2 separate regions of the Drosophila melanogaster genome follow, and region 2 is linked to region 1. A link is a contact called in public Hi-C data. All regions are on one chromosome and are shown on one strand. The core of a region is the stretch at or near the end of the contact, and the rest is flanking DNA. Distances in the headings are between cores, read along the strand shown.

Region 1 (2,700 bases), core at 198-2,697:
CTTCGTTGTCGCTCTCATTGTCATTGGCAATAGTTTTGTACACTGTTCAAAAATCTGTTCAATACTAAAACAAATATTAAACCTAAATTGGTTGAAAACATTTTAAAAGTCTTGGGAACAGGACAAGTTATGTACACAAATTAAGATACATTGTTTGATTAATAGTGTACTTTTTTTTTAAGTGCACCGACTTTGTTGCTGTTTTAAGCTGCCTCAGATTCTACTTTCAGCTCGCTGCTCCGCCAGACAATAGTCAAAAATGTCTTCATGTCGAAACGAGGAGCATAACGGAAATTCGCATTTGAAAAATACTTTCTTCATTTAACAACAATGTCGGGCGGCGACAAGGACGATGGGAAGGTGGTAGCGACAAGACAGTGGCAGGGCGGCAAAGTGTTGGCATTACTGTAAATCGTTTTCGTTTTACGTTTCATAATGACAAAGACAGTGGCAGCGGATTCAAGGCAAGGCGATCCGAGCCGATTGACAGACAATGGGCGGAAATGAAAGGAGCTGTTGCCAAAAAATAGAACAATGAGACAAAGAAATCCGACCAAGTGTTTTTTAATGAGCGCTAAGCCCTAAGGTCAGATCAATATTTCATAATAGCTTACACAGCTCTTATAGTAATTATCAAACGCAAATAATCATATTGAAAATATGTAATCCTCCTGTGGCTTACAGCCATTGTTCCATCCTCCGGGGGTGGGGTGTTAAAACGACTCAAGTTTCATGACAAAACTTTTCACATAAGCGTGTGTACGGATAGGGAATTGATTTTTCTATAAGCCCAAGTGAAAACTTTCGGCCGCTTTCGCTGTATAAAATAAAAATAAAAACAATCAGCAAAATGCTGGCGTCCCAAATGCGCGACAAAAACACTTCACTCCGCCGACAGCTCATTTTCATCGGGATGAGAGTTGCCAGGAGCAGGAACGAAAGCAGGAGAAAGCGCAGGACATGCGGTGACATTTCGCCAAGAGGCGTTTGCGGGCGGGCATATTTAAATCTAATTTTGTCACTCAACAAACAGCGACACGCTCACATATTCTGCATGCAACTGATGCTGCTTATGCAGAGCGAAAAATATAATTCGTTCAGTGCTCTCAAATCAATTATAAAGTTTTCTTTTAAAACTGCATACTGCCAAACTCAAACTCATACTAAAAAGCCAAGCATTTAATTTAACTTCAAGTAGTATTTAAAATGTTCTCCCACGTAGCGTATCATAAGCAAATAAGTTGATTTTTTCCCAGTGTAGTGCTGCTTTTGACTCACTGTAATCGTGATTTCCTGTGCAACAGACGGCGAAGCGAAGGCGACAGGGTGAGCAAAAGGAGCGGAGATAGAAGCATTGTTGTCGCCCTGCTGCTGTCTTTGTGGGACGCGTTAAAAATGTCACAGCGCATTGCATACTTATTGGAGCATGTGTTAATGCACCACCACAGGCATCGCACCACCGAACCGCCAAACCACCGCTGCAGTGCGCTGGCAGGATAAATGTTACGCGCTGCATGCATTTGTGGCTGGCAAAATCCTTTCGCTTTTTTCCCTTTTTTTTCCATTCGACGTTTGCATATTCTCAGCTCACACACACATACACACTCGGCTTTTCCTACCTTTTGTGGCAGGTGTTTGAATTAGCTTTCTGTTGGTTGGCCGGGCTTTAGCTGCAGCACAATGGCTTGCAATTGCACAAAAGCTTATTAGGTTTTCCCTGCCGTTCGTTTCACTCGTTTTCCCGCTGTTTGTGTGTGTGTGTGTGACTACCATTTCGTTTCAGCCGTAGAATTCGTGTGTGTGAGTGTGTAATACTTTTTTTTACAACAAATAATGCGCTTTGAGGTCGCGTGCTTCACGTGTTTTAATCCATTCGCTTTTAGCCCCCACCCCCCGTTCACAACTTTTGTGGCACTTTTACGCTTCGCTTTTAACGGCGGCGGTGCAAACGGCGGCTCCAAATCCATTTGACAATGTAAACAACAAAGGGAAACTCGGTTCCCAAAATGCATAGTTCACTTCGATAAACAGAAGTAGAGGTTCCGCCGGAAAACTATCGGGAGTTGGAAGTATTTAAAGCGCTTTAATATCTCTCATGCGCTATTCGAGTAAGTATCTGTATCTTCGAAACTATCTGTGAGCTTAACTTACATTAAATATTAAAGCAAACGAAAGTCATATGAAACGAACAAACCAAATTGAAAGTGTCCTTCTATTGCTAGTTAAATATTTCTGCAAAATTTCACTTCTATTCATTAAATTTAAACTTTAGCCTGGAGCTTCACCTTTATATGCTTTTTCCCTTACTTATCTGCTATCCGACATGACCCATGAATTATATTCGGACAACAATGGACGGCAAGCACTCTCCAGCAGATGCGTTGCCCATGGCTATAATATGACCCGGGGCACTTGAAAATGGATCGAGGATTGCCGGGATGTACTACCATTTCGTTTACACGGCAATTTCAGCTTGAGCTGCTGTTGATTTAATTCAAGAGGCCATGCATTTGCAATGTCGAGGGTTCACATGAAAAATGTACTTCGCTTCGCAGGAGTTTTATCCTTCTTTTTTCGATATAATTGCTCGGCTATTCGGGCGATGCAAATACAAGTGGCAATGTAACATAATTTTCGAGCAAAATGCATCAAAATGGACCATCGTGAAAATCTCCATTTTCATATGTTTGCATAGCAGTC
Region 2 (2,700 bases), core at 30-2,529, 67 kb after region 1:
TAAATGGCAAGTAAAGGTCAAGGAAACACATATGATTAGGGGATGGGCTGATAACTCATAAGCCTTAGTAACAACCCAAATCCAAGCAACCATTCCCAGAGGAATGCAAAAACTGTCAACATTCAGAGATGAGTATGATGGTGATTTTATAGCACACATACTAGCTGATTCCTGGACAGACAAGAAATAGAAAAAAGGACCTTACCACATGGGAATATCCTGGTGGAGTTGGTTCGGGGCCAGTCTGGGGGCGAGACTAGCCATCTCCACCAATGGTCAGAGCTCATAGAAGCATATTAAATACAATGAAGAAGTAAAGTGACAGCGGCCAATAGCAATATTAGAACTGAACATTACACAGAAGTAAAAGTTAACTATTTTGTATTTTAAATTTAAAAATCAAAATCTGTATTTGGGGCCATGGTTATATGCACATCAAGTGCGAGCGGTGTTATCCAATTGACGTAGGCCATCACATCGGTATAGACGTCCTTCTTTGACTCGGAATTACGATGGCTCAGAATGCCATATTGGTGAAATAGTGCAGACTCGTTAATTTGTTTGGTGAGTGGCCACCCAACTGCAATGGGTTGGGGGGGTAAAATGACATCGGGTCGTGGTTCACGAACTCCAAACAGGGAGAGAAACCAATTTAAAAAACGTTTCATGATGCCAGCTTTGTTCTTTTTAGGCTCTTCATTTTTTTTCTTTTCAATCTCAAAGGTAGGAGCTTTTGGTACTTTACCCACGTTTACATCAATGCATATCGGCTGTATATTTTTTTTGTATACAACACTTGTTTTCAATCTGAGCAAAGCTATATTATACTGATGGCTCTCTGAGGAATATGACCTATGTATGAGCGCCCTCGCAACATATATTTCTTCATACTGAAGTTTACTGCTGTTTTGAAGGGTTCCGTCAATCTCTCCCAAGCGAACGATGCTGTGAAGGGCAAATAATGAATACAGTATAGTGTTTGTTCTATTATTACATACAGTTCAGTTTGGTAATCTATGCAGCTCGCAGCGGTCAAGACAAACCCTATAAAATCAGCAACGTTGTTAAAAAAATTTTAATAAAATTGTATTTTAACACCTACGTTCGTTGATAAGCGTGCCAGTACACGTAATATTCGAACTTAGTTCTGGTCGAATTTTGACCAGCCATGGAGCGGGACTAAATACAGAACTTTTCCCGCAATTCTGCTCTAAAAATAATGCTGATCCCTGGTAAAACAGCAGCAGAGCAAATACCGCCAACCGGAGTGTCGCACTCATTGTCTTAAACTAAAATATACTTCCAAATAATAGCGATTAAAAGCAATCTTCAATTGAGCTGGCGCTACCCATTTCGCTTTTATGTTTGTTCTTATGAGCGATCAGAACGTTTAATTAACTGAAAGATTAAATCTACAACAAATAATTTATGCATAAATATGAGACAGTACTTAAAGAGAATTTCTTATTTCATATTTCCGTTTCATAGCGAGCTTAGGTTGAATAGGAACCAATTAAAAATGCTCAGTACTGTTCCATTAAATATTTAATATTCTTTTTTCTTGACTGGAGTACTTATATCAATCTCTAACGAGATTTGAGCTATCCAGTTAATATGAGACATAACATTTATATAAACCTCATCATAGGTTTTGTTATCACGATAGCTCAGGATTCCATATCGTACAAGTCCCTTGAAAGGACCGTTTGAGATTGTTTCAGTCCAAGGACTTCCAGTGGGTTTGGACTGCCATTTTTCTTCATTTTCTCCGAAAACATATTTACAGAATAAACCTTTTATGTTTTTACAAAAGTACCACATTTTGGGCTTTTCATTGATAATTTCAAAAGTGGTCGCCAATCCAAGGCTTTTAGGACTTTTTGTGATACACATCGGTCGAATGTGGGTCTTAAATTCCACTTCCGTTTGCAACCGAAAGATACACAAATTATTCGTATTGTTGGCCGGGAAATGTGTCATCCAAAAGTAAGCCTTTGTTACTCGGAAATTTTCGTAGCTTTTATCAAAATAGCCACTGCCCAAGCGAACAGTTCTATTTAAAAAAGGCAGATAATATTTTTTCTGGTGTTTTTTTAACTTAACAGGACTTACAGTTTTTCATTCTCTTTAAAACAACTCGCAGCTGTTAGAACATAAACTGAGAAACAATATATTGATTATTTTGTGTCTGATGAAGCATATCGCGTGTTATACTAACGATTATTTATGAGTGCTCCAGCGCAAATTACTTTAGAATCCGATAGAATTTCAGCCAGCCAGGGAGCATAGCTTGATCCATTAATCCGCTCCATGTGGTCTACGCAATCCTCCTCCAGAGTCTGGGCAGATCCCTGGTAAAACATCAAAACGATACACAGTACTATCCATCTTGCTGTGTTCATCGTTCCATGCGGCAATTCAACTGCCTGCCAACTGATTTTGAAATCGCAAGCTGAGTACTATTTTTATATGGTGTTTAAAACGACGCTTATCACGAATCTTAGCAGGAGCTTAGTCATTTTGTGTGTTTGTGGTAATTAAATTTGTATACATATTTTTGATTCGCTGAAGTCTTATCAGCTTACACTTTTCACATGCACTCCCTATCGTATATACTCGGTGGAGAATTCTCTTCGTGTGTCTCATACAAGAATCAAAATTGAACGCTGAAGGCAGCGCGTCCGCTATGAATTATGACTT

Evidence for each region. Hi-C and Micro-C count contacts between places; a contact is called where the count stands out from the background.
Region 2: a contact with region 1 is called in a Hi-C map of the Kc167 cell line, with 1.7 times the contacts expected there. The contact joins the promoter of CG43125 here to the enhancer-like site in region 1. A contact is called at or near these places in 6 of 107 Hi-C or Micro-C datasets (the Clone 8 cell line, the Kc167 cell line, the ML-DmBG3-c2 cell line and 2 more) and 1 of 6 datasets of contacts at active chromatin or transcription factors (the Kc167 cell line).

What each region holds. Positions count from the first base shown.
Region 1 is chr3R:28,195,279-28,197,978 of dm6, forward strand. The region is part of intron 2 of CG34354; the gene reads left to right. Among named protein-coding and RNA genes, the nearest start is that of lncRNA:CR46079, 43 kb to the left of the region's middle. Within about 2 kb of position 1,448, at least 11 of the 39 cell types and tissues checked have an H3K27ac peak or open chromatin away from gene starts, as enhancers often do. A contact at or near this core is called in the Kc167 cell line, where this site is marked.
Region 2 is chr3R:28,262,343-28,265,042 of dm6, forward strand. CG43125 reads right to left here and starts at 1,280. Exons shown (of 3, transcript NM_001260415.1): 1 at 1,103-1,280; 2 at 999-1,044; 3 at 393-945. The coding sequence starts at 1,280. The coding sequence ends at 393. It overlaps CG43124, which reads right to left and starts at 2,431. Exons shown (of 3, transcript NM_001260416.2): 1 at 2,219-2,431; 2 at 2,113-2,158; 3 at 1,529-2,053. The coding sequence starts at 2,402. The coding sequence ends at 1,546.